Linked DNA regions of Zea mays: region 1 is linked to region 2. Evidence: chromatin contacts called from public Hi-C data. All regions are on one chromosome and are shown on one strand. The core of a region is the stretch at or near the end of the contact, and the rest is flanking DNA. Distances in the headings are between cores, read along the strand shown.

Region 1 (2,835 bases), core at 309-2,808, 99 kb after region 2:
CTAGGCAGGCTCGGCCGGACGGCGCCACCGGGGCTCGTCGTCGTGCATGCAAGGATCAGAGCGGCCGGCCGATCGGGGGGGGGGGGGGGGGGGGGGGGGGGGGGGGAGGATCGGAGGGGAGGGCGTGGAAAGGTCAAGGCGCCAGAGCGGGCGAGAAGGGGGCAGCACCGCAGCAGCCTTTGCAGGCGAGGCAACAAAAGGGGCCGGAGAGCGTGCACTGCAGGAGGAGGCCGCGCAGGTCCCAGGGGCAGACCCAAGGAGCGCATGCATCATGCATGCACGCGCCACACCAACCCACGGCTGGGCGGACGGAGGAATTCAGCCACAAGGACCCAGGCTCGTCGTGCGACCATGCTTGTTCGGGGAGTATGGCCAAGCCGCATCAGGGGTCGCCACTTTTCTTTTTTACCCTCCCCTCCTCTCTTCCCCAATCGAGCTCGGGGCTTTTACTTCTCCTGCCACTGCCCACTGCCACCAAGAGCAGCAACGACAGGCCGGGAGGGGGGGCACTGGCGCACGAGGAAAGAGGGAAAAAGAATCCGAAATCGCATGCAGTGAATTTCCCTGGTAGGCTGGTGGTACGGCGGCGATCCGTGAGGCCGGAACTCGCAATTCAAACTTGTGCTTGGTGTGTGTGTGGGGGCTGAGATTAACCAGAGGCGCACAGAAAACGACACGGGCGAGCGCGGCGTCCTAAGAGCGGCCGGGGACGTTAATTGCGTCGCCCGCGGCCTTGGGACTGTGCTAAACTGATGCTGCCGCAACGCAATTAAGCCCAACCGAAGCAGCCATGCCGTAATTACTACGCCCAAAGCTGAGCCTACACTAGCTAGGGGTGCTACTAGCACGGAGAAGGAAGGAAGAGGAGGCGAGCCGGCGAGGAGACGGATCCGGATCCCCTTTCCCTTTGAGAAGCAGCGACAGCAGGCAGCCAACCTAGCGGAGCTAGTAGTAGCTAGGAGGCAGCCAGCCAGCCACTCGGCCTAATCCGGTCGAGCAAGTACAAGCGTCCGTGACCCACGGAACACTGAAGAATTGAGCAACAAAGCTCACGTAGCACACTGTACGCCGGAGCTGAGCTAGCCGGCTCGAGGTCTGAAGAAGACGAGGACGAAGTTCCTAGGCGTCGTCTTCTTCCTCCCCGCCACCGTGCGATCGACAGGGTGCTGGCAGACGGTGTGTGTACCTGGAGGAGGAGGTGGTGGCGGTGCGCGGGGGCGCAGTGCGGGCAGATGCTGGCGCAGCAGCCCAGGCAGAAGATGTTCTTCTCGTTCTTCTTCCGGTCCTCGTGCGCCGCGCACCCCACGAAGAAGCTCTCCTCCACCAGCCCGCCCACCCACCCGGGCCTCATCCCCATCTCTATCTCGCCTCCGCAATTCCCTCGCTCCCAGATGCTTCTCCCGGCGGGCGGGCGAGCGATCCGTCCCCCGCTCCGGTCCTCCGTACGGAGCGGTGTCTGTACGTACGCGGGCCGGCCGGCCGGCCGGACGGGCAAGCGCACCGCGGCGAGTGAGTCGGTCTGGAGGAGATTATTGGCTAGATGGGAGTGGAGGAGGCGTACCCCGTTCCCCGCAGCGCGCTGCTATATATAGAGGCGAGGGGAGGAGAAGTGATAGCGATGGAGGGGGGGCATGGAGCCAAGCCGGAGTGGGGTGGCACGCGGCGTCGGAGGGCGTGGCACGGGACGGGACGGGGCTTACGGGAGCGAAGCGACGGAGGCAGCCATTTGGGGTTGGGTTTGGGTGGTCAAAGCTAGCGAACGAAGCACTTTGGGCCCGTCGCGTCGCGGTCGTCCAAGGCCCCGTCGTTTTCGCGCCGCTGGAGAGGGGCCTCTCTCTCTCTCTCTCCGCGGCCGCGATCTCCTTTTCGTACGTTCGTCACCAGGCGACTTCACCACCGGCCTTTCAGTTCACGCTGCGAAACGAAGGCAGCACTTGCAACGTCGAGCGCCGCAAGTACTGTTGCCACGGAGACGAAGCACGCAGGCACGCGTACGTTTCCTTATTCCAGATCAACAGGTTTTTGCAGGAGTCGGCAACCGTTTCTCGGCACGTAGCTGCTGCTCTAATTATTTTTATCTTTTCGTATTTAATAAAAACAAAAACAATGTTCGAAAACTTGTCTAACCGTCCTTCCAACTAGATCTTTAAATATTATTGTTATCTATTTATTTATTTTTCGCTAACTACAGTTAAAGAGTCGTGCTAGCTCTCCACAATACTTACAAATATAAATGTTATGTTAGAAGATAGAAGCGTATTTTTACTCAAATGACCCTCTCCATATGGCTCCAACTTCATATATTTCTGCAACGCCTGCTATTTTAGTGACAGCTCTACTCGAGCTATCAAGTGCTAGTGGCACCGGAGCGGTCTAGTGTACCACCAGACCATGCCATATGTGTCGCCATGTCATATAGCCGTTAGAACTCAAAGCTAGTTGTCAAGGATGTCCTTGGGACCAGGGGAGCACACTAGGGAAAAGCCTCTAGCAATTTGGGCCCGTCAGTCAACTGGAGGAGATAGAAAACGTCTACCCTGAAAGCAGTGGCGGATCCACGAGGGGGATTGGGTGGGCTCCACACACACCCCTGCGTCGGCAGCATACAAGTAGGAGGGAGTTAGGGAGAGGAAGAAAGAAGAGGAGAAAGAGAGAGGAAGCGAGAAGGAAGAAGGGAGAGGAAGGAATAAGAGGGGAAATGGAGATGAAGGAAGAAGAAAGTGAAGAGAAAAAAGAGGAAGAATATAAGGGGGGGAAAGAAGATAGTTAGCTTCTAGCCTCCTTGGCAAGGATCATGGATCCGCCATTGCCTGGAAGTACCCGCCCCCAAACGAA
Region 2 (2,864 bases), core at 189-2,688:
CGGATGGCTGTCTTGGTTCAGGACTTCAGGCTGCCGTGCCGGTTGGGCCAAGGCGGCTCCGCCGCAGCTGGCCTGTGGCCAGTGGCCTGGGCGCCCCGCGCCTGGCAATGGTAGGCTGGCCGCTGAAAGCGAGCGCTTAAGCACTAGCGCCTCAGGCCTCAGCCGCTCAGCGGTCAGCGGCTCGCTGGCTCAGCGCGACAGCGCCTGGCGCCCTGGCCGATGGCCGTGTGGTGCGCCCGTCAGGCCCCTGGCGCCCGTGCGGTCGTGGCCGAGGCCGACCGCTGATGGCGCCTCGCGCGAGTCACGTCAGCCCTGGCGCCTTGGCGGCTGCCGGCTGGTGTTTGGTGAGACCTGCGACTGCCGTGCTGCCGTGCTGGGGGCCTGGGACAGCGCGCGACAGACCTAATACCTAATGGGCCAGATGGGCCGAGCATGCAAAGAAGCAAGAACAAAGCCTAAAACAAATTTGGGTCTAAATACTCAGTACTCATGTATTTTTCAATATTTCAGAGTATATATATATATATAGCATATACATGTATATATAACTTTTTTTGCCAAAAATAATATGTTCGATTCCGATCCTATACGTTACGTACGTAGTACTCACGACGCTCGTTATTAATTATTTTTTGCTATTTAGGATCGTGACATCCATTTACCGACAAACGATTTGATGCTACTTTTTCCCGACAGACTTTACGCCACGTATAATCTGTTTTACCGACAGATGGACTGCCACAATAGCTCGACATTATTGCCGACAGATTTGTTGACTCCAATACAATAACTACCGACAGATAGTGTGATGGGAATATTTTGTGACAGACTGTCTGTCGCAAAACGTCTATTTTTACCGTCAGTTGTTTGACGCTAAAATTGTGTCATGGTGTAGTGGTGGTGGCATTGTATGGTACGGCTACGGCATGAACGATCGCCTCGCCGCCCGCGTCTGCGCCCGATCGATCGACATGCGGCTGCAGCAACAGCAGTAGATGGGGGCCGCTCTGCATGGATCGACACGTGCCCGCCGCCTGTGATTGCTTGGTGCGTCATGGGCGGGATCAGAGCCGTGTTTAGTCTCGTCGGTCCGTCACTTCAGCTTCGTTATCTAGCTAGCTCATCATTTATTTACTCGTCAGTTTGTAGATCGATCCCCACAGGACAGGTCACCTCCGCTCGAACCAAAAAAAAAGGTGCTAGCTAGCTGCTTTGGCGGTGCTGCACTGTTGCACTATTCAGCACGACTTCACACATCATATATTGAGTTCATTATGGTTGTAATGTGCCTGTTTCAATGATGGGCTAAACCATCTGACAAAAAAAAAGATTCTAATAAAGCGCACTTACGATTCAAGCTTGCTAGGATGAAGACACGATGGTCTATATATAGCTACGACAGTAGCACCCTAGGTAGCTAGCTAGCTATAGCTAGGTCGACCACTCCAAATTATTATATAAAACACTAGCATCCCCATGCAATGCAATGTACCAGGAAGAGTGGTGTACGCTAGCTGCAGCTTTAATTTTATCCGGGACAAGGCGGCATGACAATGAGCATATGGAGGGCCCTGTCCCCAGGAGGTATCCCCATGCATGGCGCCCCATAACGCCGTTGCAGCTGTTGCATATGCAGCGCACAACCCTGCTCCTCCCGCGGTGACACAGCCAAAGCCGGCGCCGCCCGCGCATCATCGATCTCGGTAGCCTGCCTTTATTCTGTCCGCGCCCGGCCGGCGGCCCCTGATCCGATCGTGTGCTGGTAGGTGCGTAGCAGCGATGCGATGCGATGCGATGCAATGCAAGCGCGGTGTGTGTGCGCCAGCAGATGCAGCTGCAGCTGCGACGGGGGGGCCTGGGCCTGGCGCCCATGCGTGCCTGCTTGGCACCATGCATGCCGCCGCAGGCGCGGGCGCGGCGGCCCCGTGCGTTCCGTGTCGTCGTCCGGGTTTAGGGTGCGGGAGCCAGGAGGGTGAAAAAAGGTTGCCCGGCCTGCAGGCCAGCCGGTATCTTTTTAGCAGCAGCATCTAATAACCGCGTGGTGGCGGCAGGCCACTTGAGTTCGTTCGTTAGGCTTGTGGGTGAGATCGGTCGGTCGCCGCCTAGCTAGCTGCAGATGGAGATGCATGGGAAGGAGCGATGGAAGGTGGAGGGTTTGTTGCCGCTCTGTCCATCTCCATGCCCGGATGCCGGCCCGGATGCTCGATCCGGCACGCCGGAGTGGACGGTCCGGTCATGAGTTTTCTCCTGCAGCTGCAGAGGAGCACAGCGCTGCCCGACTGCATGCCGGAGGGATGGAATGGAATCATGGGAAGTGGACGCATCTTGAAGCCATCCTCGGCGACTGCATACCAGAGCACCATGGAGTTTGTTTTACCAGTTCAACTTAATTATACCCGGATTGCCAATTCGTGCACGCGTACCATGGCAGACTGAACACACAATTCAATCGTTCGAGTTCAGGACAAATGTGCCCAGATCCCCTCCACTCATTTTTTCTGCAGGGTCACTGGTTGGTATCTCTTCTCTCTCTCTCTCTCTCAGAAAAGAGGACCAGGACACGGCACATGGGCTACACAACAACACACACGCAGCCAGCCCGGTTCAGTGACAAATAGTGTACGGCGCACGTTCAACCATGCAGTACGGACGGGGAGACCCATAATAATCCTTTTGCTGCTTTTTTTTTCCGCTCGTCAGCAGAGATTGTCAGCAGAGATTGGATCGGCGGACCGGAATGCGTGCATGCGCAGTGGCTATAGCTCGTTTTAGAAAACCAAACGTTGAATGTTTTATGAAGGTTGGTCTGTATAATGTAACCATCACTATGTGAAAACATAATAGTAAGTATTATATTGGTCAAA

The links. Hi-C and Micro-C count contacts between places; a contact is called where the count stands out from the background.
Region 1: a Hi-C map of leaf shows a contact between it and region 2, with 4 times the contacts expected there. The contact joins the promoter of LOC100284599 here to the enhancer-like site in region 2. A contact is called at or near these places in 12 of 25 Hi-C or Micro-C datasets (ear, endosperm, leaf and 3 more) and 1 of 3 datasets of contacts at active chromatin or transcription factors (leaf).

Annotation. Positions count from the first base shown.
Region 1 is chr9:114,859,363-114,862,197 of Zm-B73-REFERENCE-NAM-5.0, forward strand. LOC100284599 (zinc-binding protein) reads right to left here and starts at 1,559. Exons shown (of 4, transcript NM_001398978.1): 1 at 1,187-1,559. The coding sequence starts at 1,357.
Region 2 is chr9:114,760,808-114,763,671 of Zm-B73-REFERENCE-NAM-5.0, forward strand. No RefSeq gene overlaps it. Among protein-coding and RNA genes, the nearest start is that of LOC118473463, 41 kb to the left of the region's middle. Within about 2 kb of position 1,439, at least 17 of the 20 cell types and tissues checked have an H3K27ac peak or open chromatin away from gene starts, as enhancers often do. A contact at or near this core is called in ear, leaf, root tip and 1 more, where this site is marked.